Linked DNA regions of Danio rerio: all the other regions are linked to region 1. Evidence: chromatin contacts called from public Hi-C and HiChIP or PLAC-seq data. All regions are on one chromosome and are shown on one strand. Each heading gives the region's core, a stretch centred on a gene start, on an enhancer-like site or on the middle of the called end of the contact. The rest is flanking DNA. Distances are from core to core; before and after follow the strand shown.

Region 1 (4,714 bases), core at 1,569-4,068:
AAATATTTTTTTCAATTATGAAAATTATAATTTTACATAACTTTTCCACATTGATGAATAAGTGACCGCACGGGCATTGCCAAGGGTATGTGTTTGTGTGCATGGAAATGCATTATCCATCCTCCCTGTTAAATTTGATCTAATCTGTGTCCTGAAACACACCCCCTATCCTGCTTTCACTTCTCATTGTAATGGATGAAGCGATTCATTTGTGAATGAATCTCCGTTATGAACGATTTGTTTAAACCATCGATATCCCTGCGTCTCTGTGTGCAAATCCACCTTTCTGATCTAAATCGTATATAACATTTGTAATATTCAATAATTTGTGATGGACTCTACACACATTGAGGTGCAGGCACTTTTATGTTATCATTCACTTAGCTACTTCAGTTAGCCAACAATAATACAAGTTTCTGGTACTGCCATGTCTTGTCATATTTCGTATTTATTGTTTGCTGATTTTATTTAACAAAACTAGCATAGGCTTAGAATTTAGTGGAAGTTGGTGCTACTTTGCCTTATGGTCAGTGCAGTAAGTGACTGTATTATCATCAATACCTGTTGAGCACAAAATTTTGTAACATACAGAATCATAACAAACGAAATCTTACATGCTCTGCTTTAATACTTTGTTTTCTTTATTTGCTTATTACTAAACCTGTATGCAGTGCATAGGTCCAGCATCTTCACATTGGATTTAGTCTTGACTAGTGCGGTTGAATGACATTTATCCTGGGAGCACTGTATAAATGTGGCAGCGGTTTTGACACGTGCTTAGGGTTCGTATGTGATATCTACTGTATATATCTATGGTCAATGGCTAGCAACATCAATACCAAAAAAAAAAAAAAACACGAGTCAATGATTTCTTTATAAGACCACAGACTATCATTAATATAGTTTTTACACTTGTGTTGTTTTGATTTGAGGATTGATTTGCATGTCATGAATCATCAACATCAACAATCATCATTTTAGCATTAAAAAATGTCTTTAACATTGCACTAAAATATCATCTTTGATAGTCTGAAGGTGATTCAATTAACAGCACTTTGATTTTTTGCATGAGCTAACCATGTATGTGTGTTTTTATAAGAACTTGTACAGTGCTCAGCATATATAAGTACACACCTCACAATTCTATCTTTTAAATTCATATTTTTAATAGAAAGCTATACAATATTATCAAATCTCGAGCTAAATCAAAGCGACAACTGTCCAAAAACTAGTACACCTTAATTTATATGTTATAGAAAAATATTCTTTGCAAATTTTAAAAAGTGGAAAAATCCAGAGAAGCAAAAAAAAAAAAAAAAAAAAAAAACGAAATAATTTAGGTACATTTTTGTAGGTTATATATATTTAATATATATATATATTTAATATAAATTGAAAGATAAAACAATTATTAAAAAAATATATACACACACACACACACACACACACACATATATATGTATATATATATATATATATATATATATATATATATATATATATATATATATATATGTGTGTGTGTGTGTGTGTGTGTGTGTGTGTGTGTGTGTGTGTGTGTGTGTGTGTGTGTGTGTGTGTGTGTGTATATATTTTTTTTTTGATAATTGTTTTATCTTTCAATTTTTAAAGATGTTCTGTGACTAAAATAATATTTAATAAGTATATATGTTTAATAAAATCTGTTTTGTTTAAATGCACCAAAATGCATTGCCTAGCGCTGAGAAATTGATATGAATATTTATTTTCAGAATGGGGTGTGCTCAATTATGCTGAGCACTGTATAATGGCAAATATACAGTTGATAACAAAATGAAAATCTGGTATTTCAATCCAATACTGCAGATTTTGAAAGATTTACAACTATGTTAATTTGCATTACACAATTAACATGCAATTTCAGCTATAGGTCATATAAACTGTTTTTAGTGTTATTTATCACAGCTCATGGGATACATACTTTCTCTGATGATCCTTTTAGGAGGTTCCTGTGGACAAATTTCAAAATTTTTACTTAACTTCCATCCAGTTTTGTATGCTACGCTTAAATATGTACAATGAAAGTATTTAAACTACTATAATAATATAACAGAATCTAACAAAGAGCCTAAAAAATATCTGTTACAGCTGCAAAAACATCAAAATCACGAGAGCCAACAACTGAGTATTAATATAATAAACAGTACACATAATTTAGAGTACAAAGAAACAAAGATAACAACAGCGTTAGTGGTAGTTTGTAGTTGAAAGTGCAGTTCTTACCAGGCAGAGCCGGAGTGGTCGAGTAAAAACTAGGGTCTCAAGTTCTTTAGAGCCTTGATGGACAGCAACAGCTGAGACTTCATTATAAAACATCAAGCACTTGTGAGTTTACATGGTCTATTTGCAATGTTGAACAGAACAGTAATTTGATTTACCCTATATTTATTTACACATAGAAACATTTCATTGATATTTTCAAGTGTTTATTTATATTATTAAGTGTATTATTACGATTACGATTTCTGAGGTGAAATATGTGCCTTATGATCTTAGATATAGTACATCTCGTACTGCTTATGTCGTAGCAATAAAAAGTGTTCTTTAATTATTGACAGTGTGCTAATTATTGACAGATTATGTAACTCAGATATAAATTATATTTCAGTTTTTCTATATAACACATATTTTTAAATAAATCAGAAATCAAACATTATGCGTATTATCACGATGTCTGTAAAGTATATTCTATTCCCATTTGTTTATTTCCACTCAAACTTATTTGTTTGTTAAAGCGCATGACGTAAAGCTAAAGCCACGCCCATGCGCGTTCCAAGTATAACTACTGCGGGCCTACAGCCATTAACACATTCGGTTGGAGCACGGACGGAGAAGATTTGGGCCTTGACGTTGGCCGGATGGTTAAATCCAACCTTCAGACGATACTGAATAGCCACTGTTTTGTCAGAGAAAAAGAGAGTAATATACCCAAGATGCCAGTGATCGAACTGACCCGTAATAAACCCGAGAGTGAAAGGTAATGTGGGACTTTTATGCTAGCTAGTTTGCGGCCTTGTTTTAGCAGCGTAGCCTAGCCAACTATAAAGTGTATGACGAAACGGAATGTAATGTATTTGATGTATAAGGATTTTGCCAGCAGAATGAGTTTTAAGTGTACATCTGCCAAAACTAGCTTAACGACGTAATTTGAAGACAAACTGTACAATATCACGCGTAAAAGCTTCTGTCAGTTCAGGTGGGCTCGTGTTTCGTCTATCAGTCACGGATTTGAATGATTGACAGGTACGTTGCCAGGTAACCGATTCGGGTTCTTTCGCAGAACATTCGAGAAACGTTCAAATCTGAATTTCAAACTGTCATTATCGCCAACGTTTGTTTAAATGGATTTTGATATAACGTTAGATGCTGTCTCAGTTTGGCCTGAGATCACAACATCACGATGTTGCCTTATAACACGTTAATATGTATTATATAGTAATATTTGATAGATGTACACGAATATACCGCGTTTATTCAGGTGTCGCACAGCTCAACAAGTGATTGACGGGAAGGTGTCTGCGAGGTGGCTAACATAAAAATGCTAACTTAACTGGTAAAAACAAAGTCAGACATTTTTGTCGTTGTATTATTGCTAAAATAGTAGTTTTATCAACTAATATATCGAGTAAAAACAATTAGCAGGCATTTAAACTAGACAGTCTATATAAAATGGTTGGTTTAAAGGGTTTTAAACAAATTGTAATGTGCTTATCGCTAAACGTCGCCTCGCCCATCCCCCCTTGTTTGTTCTTCTTTCTCATGCATCACTGCCGAGTACCATTATGATTTTAAGCTAATAATTTTATTATTGACATGCATATTTTGATCAAGCTTATTTACAATGTATTATGGAATTAATTCATCAAACTTTTGTTACCCAAATCATATTCCAGATTTTTGTTTGTGTGAGCAGCAGGGGGGGAAATGAAGGGGAAATGTGGGTTACTTCATCTACATTCTGATTTAACGTTAGCTGTTAGCATGTTTTAACTTGAATTTGGGGGATATGGGATTTCTTTGCAACACAGGTTACCTCATGTCTCCTTTTTGGTTAGAAGCTGCCCCCACATTTTCATTTATATCCTCAATGCTGTGATGCGTCACAAATCCAGGCTTAAATATAAATGATGGATGCTTTAGCTTCCTGTATTTGTGTGTGTCCCCCATCTAAGCTTTGATCAAAGGTTTCCTGTTGATGCGGTATTCCCTTTTACTCATCGTGTTCAGATGATGTCTGTGTTCATTCCTTCACCTGCTAGAGGCTGTTGTGTAACTAGCCCACATTTCCCCTCCCACACCAGCATCTGTAACAGTCTCGTTACGTCCTGTGTGAATTTCTAGGGTGGTGTTGTAATGTAGTCTGGCTTCAGGGATTAAGCCATTTTCAATGGGACAAACAAGTTGTTGCCCTCGCATTGCTTTCTAAAATGTGGCACTGAATTGAAATGAGGTGCATATGCATATTTTTTTTAGCTTTAAAGATTTGCAGTTGCACGTTTAGATCTGTGCTGTATTATTTAACTCATGGATCCTTTAAATTTAATGTAAAACAGTACATTTTTAAGATTATTTTATATATATTTTATTATTTTATTTTATCTTTTGTTAGCATATGCTATACTTGTCAAACCCTCAAGTGTCGACCCGATAGTTTTCTTTTAATGCCATGAATGGC
Region 2 (4,117 bases), core at 1,298-3,797, 160 kb after region 1:
GTTCAGGCCTGGTGACTGAAATATGTTGTTGTTTACAGGAAATAAAGTCAAAAGGCTGATATTTTAAATTGCATTTTATTGTGAAAAATAAAAACTGATAGATTTAAAACTTAATGCAACATGACAAAATGTGAAGAATGTGAGTGAAAAGTATGCATAAGATTAAAGAAAAACATCAGGAAAAAAACAACCTAAATAAAAAAACATAAGTCACGACTAACATAATGAGATTATAGAGAGAGACAGTACCTTACCAACTTAATGTAGCATAAAAATGCTAAATAAACTAAGTGAGACTACTAAATCACCATTTGTATTATTTTTTTTTTCTTTGTAGTAATTAGCTAACTAAAAACCTGATGATGAGAAAAACACTTGCAGTAGGTTTTCCTGGCTTATTTCTTCCTTTTTAATGATTAAATTCTGAATTAATTCATTATATTTTTCTATAATTCACAAAATGAGATGTGAATCTTAGACAACTTGATCAAAGGTAATTTTCTTTCAAACATGTATGCTTTATCTAAAAGAAAATGAGTTGTCAGTTGACAAGGTCGACTATTTAAGGTATTGGCTATTGTTAATCATCATTTCACATGTCAACAGCTATGGGTGCTAACTCCTAAACTGCTAGCATAGACAAGTCATTCCTGAACATAACTAGAAAGGTTGAAAAAGGCTTTCATAACATAAGTGGTGTTCAACATGACAGAAAAGTTTTCAGTTTATAATGAACAAGCTCAAATCAGTCCAATGACTCATTAGAATGGCTCAGAAATATGATGAAAGCCCTTGAAATACTGAAAATGGAAGTGGTTTGGCTTTAACAGTTATAGAGGTAAGTTTCTGATTGTAAAAAAAAATACACTTGTACAATTTATTAAGAATCTCCAGAGTTCACAGGAACACAGCTACTTCTTGACAAAGTCAGTTAATATCCATGTAAAATATTAGGGCTAGTTTACAGCTGGTATACTATGTGAAGGCACTGTACACATGTAGAGTAATATTCAAAATATTCATGACAGCAATATCACAATATTTGCAGCACTTCTTTTCAAATACAAGCAAGCACATTTATTGGTCACAGATGACATAACTTTGTGCATGAACACCTTTTAAGGCACGAGAACCATATCAAACACCTGTGATTCACATAATGGAAGTGACCTAAACAAACAATAAGTATTGTCAGTACTGCAACACCACCTTTTTAACTCTGAGACATGGTCAGTTTCCTTAAGATATCATTTTGGTCTCTTTTGCATGTATCTGATTTGCTGGTTAACATAATTTTTAGACCATTTAGAATCTTTATATTCATGTTTTATTTTGCGAAATGCATGAAAAGATGTTAAAGAAAACATTAAAATGCATGTTAAAAGAGTTCAAATTATAGTGCATTGGATGTTGCACATGCTCAGTTGAGGGCTGATGAGTCCTAAATGGGATAAGTCTTAATATCTTATGCTATTCTTCTTGTAGTCTATTCATGTCTTCTTAAAAGGTACAAAAACAAATGGCAAATTTCAAGTACTCAGAAATGCATAGGTGCCATTATATCATTAAAAGTCTGCCTCTTTCCTCAACAATAATGGAAATATGACTCTTCAAATCTGTTTTAGAAACTTTGACCTTTGGAACATTTTTTCTTTCTTTTTTTTTATCGAGACTATTTACAACAAACTTCCTGGAAAATAGCCAAAGTTCATCATACTTATGACTCACAACTGCTGAGTTGTTTTGGCCTAGGGTTTGTTTTCAATCTGACAAGTACACTGGGATGGGAGATGCCGATTTGGCTCCATTGTCCTTGAACTGTGAGGTTTGCGTCTTCAGTCTCAGTTTGTGGGGCAGTGCAGAACTGGAATCTGCTGGTACCTGCTGCTCACCCTCCTCATCTGACAAGATCCTGTGATTCCCAGGCTGAAGCAAGGGTCGTCCTGCCCATGTGGTGGTTGGTGGGCTGAGTTGCGGAGGAAAGAGTAAAGGTGTGGCTGTAGGAGAATGGACACTTGGGAATTCTAGTAAATAGGGGTGATTTCTTCTTATGGCCATTGGGTGTGTGGGCAGGAATGCTGATCCTGGATGAGTACCTAGACAGATGGGTGACTTTTGGATCCCTGACAGATTGGAAGTCTCTCTGTCTTGTCTTCTACCCCAAGAGAGGTCTTTATCTGGGTAGGAAACCAGAGGTTGTGGCGCCAAGGCGTGAAGCTGAGATAGAGCGCTTTGAGATGAAGAGTAGGGGGTTCCAGGGTTGAGCATTCCACACCGAAGCCTCAGTGCCAACAGCTCGGCTCGTAGACGAGCATTTTCCTCACTCAGAGAAACCAATCGAGTCTCTAACATGTAGTCACTGACCCTTCGTTTCTCCCTCGAGCGCTTTGCCGCTTCATTGTTCTTGCGGCGTTTCTCCCAGTACATGGCATCTTTCTTGTCCTCGGGAATGAATTCCCGTTTGCGGCGCAATCCCAAAGCACGCAGAGACATTTCTTCAGACTCTCCCTCATGGTCCCACCTCATTTGTGAGAAAGCAGACTCCATTTTCAACAGGTAGAGCTTTTCTGATTGGTTTCACTCAAGATGCACCTGCTCTCTTTCTGTGTGGGACACGTGAAGTTAGTCAGATATCAGTCGCACTTCCCAGTCATACCATCAGCAGGTGATTAACCTATAACAAAAAAGCACAGTTATTTCTTTTGCAGGTGGTCTTGCTGGCTGAGCTGTAATCAATACAATCAGCATGAAGTTATGAGTGTTAAACTGCTTGAACTTTACCCAGCTTACTAGAGACCAATTTGGTCACAGGTGTTCTTGTATGAACACAATTCTGAAATGTTCCTGTCATTAGATGAATACATGAGGTAACAAAACAACAGCAACGAAAAATCCCCTTGTGGTGACTGTTGTTGTGTAGTGCTAGTTAGTTGAGTAGCCGCACTCTTGTTACATTAAAGTCTTTACAATTGTCGCAATTAAATTTCTCTGTGTTTTAGTATTGGCATATGCTTAAAATGCTCGAGCTAGGTTAACAGCAACAGCCTGATGATGAAGTGACAATGGAGTGTTGTCAAAGTTGGAGGCGTGTGCAAAATTTGACATAAGTGTGACCACTGGGGTGATTCAGACACGGTGGAAAACCAAATCATCCCACTTGGGGTTCCAGGAACCCCCACACTGTCTAACGTGCCATCTTTTAGTGGGTTACCAATGGAGGAATGATTGTCTGTGAGAGACCGAGAGATCTAATGCTACCAAACACTATGCTGCCAACTGTAAGGACCTACTTCCCGTCTGATGTCATTGACACATTGTATTTGGTCTCTGTTCTGACACTTGTTAATCTTAGCTTCCTTTCCGGATGAAAGGTTAGAAACATAATTTCCTTCCACTTAGTTGTGTGAATCTCCTGTATTAATTTTCTTAACAGCATAAACCTACTGAACTACATCATTATGTAGCAATTGGACACTTGTCAAGACTTCAGTCATGAATTAAGTAACACAATGTCAATGCAAGTGTCATTTTGCAAACCCGATATTATTGTGATTTGTGGGGCCATCAATATATATATATATATATATATATATATATATATATATATATATATATATATATATATATATATATATACATATATATATATATATATACATACACACACACACACACACACACACACACACGCACAGTCAAATAGCTATTAACTTCTTTTTTTTTTTTTTGGTGGGGCCAGTGAAAAAAGAACCCTGATATATATATATATATATATATATATATATATATATATATATATATATATATATATATATATATATATATATATATTTATTCAATTTGATTTTGATTTTGATTTTATTTGATTTATTTATTTAATTTGATTTCTTGCTATTTGTCAGTTATTTTAGTTTTAAGTTTTTGTTTTATTTTTTTATTCATTCTTTAAAAAAACCTTTTTTTTTGTGTTCAGCAGAAAGATGAAACTCGTAAAGGTTTGGATAAAGTGGACACTGAAAAAATTATGACAGATTTGTTTTTATTTCTGGGTGAACTATTCGTTTAAGTAACAATCATTTTAGTTCCAGTTTTCTATAATAGTTTATCTAACTACACC
Region 3 (4,149 bases), core at 154-2,653, 200 kb before region 1:
CTTTCACCTGCAGTGTCTTGCCTTAAGCTGAACGGAAATCATATTGCGAGTTTATATAGAAACATTCGAGACAGAAAACACAACCTTACAGCAATTTAACCGTCAAATTGGATAAGTTTTACCTCAGATTAAGGCTGAAATGTTTTGTTCTGTTGACCATCTCTGCACTTCTGTTGTGATGTGTATATAACCTTGTAACATTAGAAAGAGGTTTGAGCGGCAAACGTGTATTTTGGAGCAGGAAGGCGAATGACAAGAGTTTCCCCTGTACTTTTCATCGTCCTTTCTTGCGACCTGACAGTATTCAATATGAAGCAGTCTCTGTCCCATTGGGTTTGCTTTGTATTTCATTGTAGGGTATAGCTCGGATCTGTGTTTTTAGGGCCTTAGGTGTCTTGTTGTAGGTAAATATGTCCTTTGTATGTTTCTTTATATTGTAAAGTTTCTTTAGACTGAGAAAAAAAGAAAAGAAAATTTGCTTATCAAAAAGAAATGCATCAATAATAAATGTAATTTGATATTTTTGTGCGTTTCAGTTTTTTATATATATATATATATATATATATATATATATATATATATATATATATATATATATATATATATATATATATATATATATATATATATATATATATTAAATATTAAATCATTCATAAGTGATTTGGTAAAAAAAAACATAAATTGATATATTAATTAATATTAATATTAGATTAGTATATTAAAAACAACTAGAAAATATTTCATGTACAGTGGTAAAATTACTAAATAATAATGAAATTAAATTTAATAAATATGTAGGTGATATGAAATCTTAAATATCATCAGTAATTGTTTTAAATTCTTTAAGAATACATGTAATTGTTAAAACATCAGAAACAAAAGTATATAGTTTATTACAAAAGTATAATGTTATATAGCCCTACTTAAAAAATTTTATATTTATTTTATTACATTGATATACATTTAATTCAGTTTCAATATTTATTATTTAATATATAATTGAATGTAGAAAACAATTATGTCATTAAATTTGTTCTATGTAAATAGGTTCAAACAAATCAAATAAATATTAAATATAAACTATGTTTATACGGATATATAAAAATATTTATTTATATTATTAATTTCATATTTTTATCATATGTAATCATATATTGTTAATATAAATTGTTTTAATATTGATAGAAATGTGAATTTAATTGATATATTAAAATATTAAACAGAAATTACTGTCATACACATTTTTAATTTTGGAAGAAAAAAAATAAAATCAATTAAACTGTTGAATGTGCATTTATATTATGGAATATAAAAGTCCCCTCAGTCATTGCAGCGACCTTGACTCTGACTTTTATTTTGTAGTTGTCTGCGATGACCATTGACCTTTACCCGGAAGTTGCAGAGATTGATCTTGTGTTGTTGTGAAAGTTGTTGCTGCGCTGCTCTGAGGTGTATTTTCTTCTCACTGCGGTAAGCTTTTGCTCTTTTACAGCACTTTTCACACGTTTTATTGCACAGAAACATTTATAAGAGAGTTGTGTCATCACGCTGCACTCAGCCGTGCGCGCGCTCCGTCTCAAAGTTGTTGGAACGTTCTGGAAACACTGACATCTCTGCAAATAATAATAAGAGATTTACAGTAAGCATTCGCCCGCGTTCGTAATGAAATACAAACCTTTTGAAGGCATATAAGATGAACATTATAATGCACATTGAAGACGTAGCACTGAATTACAACAGAATATTCACGCGTGGACGATGTGTCATTTCACTTTAACGAAGATTTTATCGGTTATTGAGGTAAAGTTGGTTTTATATTTGTAGATTCTTTCAGTGGCAACTTGTGACATTCTGCCTGTATTGTTTACCATGGTACTTTGAGTATTTAGTCTGAAATCACATGCAAGTTTGACTACAAAACTGTTTAATCGCCTGTGAACAATGTTATACTTTAATAGTCGTTGACTGCTAATATGATTTCACTATTTAGAGTTTTGAAATCATATTATTAAGGAGAAAGTCCAATGGTGTAAAATTAAAACCAACTTTACCTCAATTGAACGATTGTTTTGTCAATAAAAAAGTTTCTAATTATACGATAGCTGGGGTTTATTTATTAAGCAAAATCACTCATAGTAATAGCATGTTTTTACGCGTTTACCATGGTAATATAATGAGTATTTGGAGTTTGTCAGGAATAACATAACATTTGAATAGGGTATAATTCAGTATTAAAAGAACTAAAACTTTAAATAGTATATATAAGTTAAATCTAATAGTCACAATTTAGTAACTATTTTTTGTTTTGGTCAAGTAATAAAGTAATAGGGTTAGACAAACCTTTTTTATATTTTTTTACTAATAACACACATGCCTCTCCTACAAATGAGCACTGAAATTATGACCCATGGTTTCTGTGCAGTATTGCCAAAGTGCCAGGAGTAAAAATGTTACCATTTATCCAACCTGTGGGGCAAGTTGTAACAGACAGGGGGTTAATTGTAACACATGCTTATAAAGGCAGATTTCACACAATTAATTTAAATTCAGTTTACTTTAAATAGTAGCTTTATTTCCTCAGTAATTGACTCTTTTTTATTCTACATAGCACAGTATGTTAATTTATTTATTGGATAAACACATTTGGATTTATTTGCATTATTATTAATTTATACATTAACATTTTTCAATTAAAAAACATTTTTATTTAAAAAGTTCTTAACATTTCATTCAAAATTCAACAATTATTTTGTTAGTTTAATTGGTACCCAACAGTGTGTGGCTTAATTGTAACACCCTGTTTCAACTAACCCCACTGTGTCGTGTTTTCCTCAAAACTGGCTAGAAGTCACTGTGTGTTTATTACATCTTTTAAAATTGTTTCATCTTTTAGCCTAGAAGACTGTAATCACAACAATATAAGATTTTGCATACATACTTTCACAGATTAAAAAAAAAAAAAAAAAAAAAAAAAAAAAAATATATATATATATATATATATATATATATATATATATATATATATATATATATATATATATATATATATATATTTCGACTATAATAAAAAATGCTTTTATGCTACAAAAGTGGTTTCTCCTGTGTTTCTCATCCAAATTTCGCCGAACTTTTTCAATAATTGGCAGGAAGACGTCTGCCGGCACTGTGGTGAAAACCTTGGAAGCATGCCATGGTCAACCCTGAGCAAATACCTTAAAACTTTGTGTTAAATTTAACCCCATGTTACTTTGTGCCCCACGCTGCCCTATTTATGTTTCAGTAAATATAACAATTGATTTAATGGTATCACCTTTTCTATGTTGTATTTTATATTATCTTTTTTTCCTTAATAAAAAAAAGTCTGAACCAATATTAAAATCTCTAATTTACAAGTGAACATCTTACCATTCCGTGTTCATGCAGTTGTATATCTTGCACTGTATTGTTTCAATCACACATCTTCTTAGAGCTGTTATTTAGACTGAATTTGAAATGTAAAATCAGATATTTTTATTAGTTTAGAACTCATCTCTCTACTGTACGATAGATAGATAGATAGATAGATAGATAGATAGATAGATAGATAGATAGATAGATAGATAGATAGATAGATAGATAGATAGATAGATAGATAGATAGATAGATAGATACTAGATTATTGTTTTTCTGCAATATATTTCGATATTGTTTGAAAATATTTACAATATATATTTTGCGATATACTTTGTTATATTGAGGTAAAGCTGGTTTATATTTGGACATTTAAACTGTAACCTTCTTACTATAGTTTCAAAAAAGTAATCTTTTCAAATTCGAAGCAGTGAAATCCTATTAGCTGCCAAAGACAGTCAAAGTACAACATTGTTCACAGTCAGTGAAGTAGTGCTCATTTTGATTTGAAGATGTATACATGCTATTTCAGACCAACCATTCGAAGTAGTGCACCACAAGTGCTTTCTATTCTAAAATGAGTGAATGTGCGAATATAAAACCAACTTTAGCTTAATTGTTATACTTGGAAAGAATTTTTGGTCACACTTTATTTTAAGGTTCAGTTCTTGCTCTTAGCAAACCATTTTGACTTTTGCTTTACTAAACTTCTAGTTTGCTCCTTTAGTAGTTTAGGTGTTGCGTTGGATTAGGGAC

Evidence for each region. A called contact is a pair of places that touch in the nucleus more often than the background predicts. HiChIP or PLAC-seq counts read pairs in DNA pulled down with a chosen protein or histone mark.
Region 2: a contact with region 1 is called in an H3K4me3 HiChIP or PLAC-seq map of embryo, with 3 times the contacts expected there. The contact joins the promoter of nfil3-4 here to the promoter of oaz1a in region 1. A contact is called at or near these places in 3 of 4 datasets of contacts at active chromatin or transcription factors (caudal fin, embryo and gastrula embryo).
Region 3: a Hi-C map of an unstated tissue shows a contact between it and region 1, with 2.9 times the contacts expected there. The contact joins the promoter of fkbp8 here to the promoter of oaz1a in region 1. A contact is called at or near these places in 2 of 18 Hi-C or Micro-C datasets (caudal fin and an unstated tissue).

Annotation. Positions count from the first base shown.
Region 1 is chr22:20,559,971-20,564,684 of GRCz12tu, reverse strand. oaz1a (ornithine decarboxylase antizyme 1a) reads left to right here and starts at 2,818. Exons shown (of 5, transcript NM_194264.2): 1 at 2,818-3,016. The coding sequence starts at 2,898.
Region 2 is chr22:20,403,630-20,407,746 of GRCz12tu, reverse strand. It overlaps nfil3-4 (nuclear factor, interleukin 3 regulated, member 4), which reads right to left and starts at 2,547. Exons shown (of 1, transcript NM_001197066.1): 1 at 1,762-2,547. The coding sequence starts at 2,547. The coding sequence ends at 1,762.
Region 3 is chr22:20,760,427-20,764,575 of GRCz12tu, reverse strand. fkbp8 (FKBP prolyl isomerase 8) reads left to right here and starts at 1,403. Exons shown (of 9, transcript NM_200884.1): 1 at 1,403-1,473. The region is part of intron 1 of LOC141380320 (a long non-coding RNA gene); the gene reads right to left.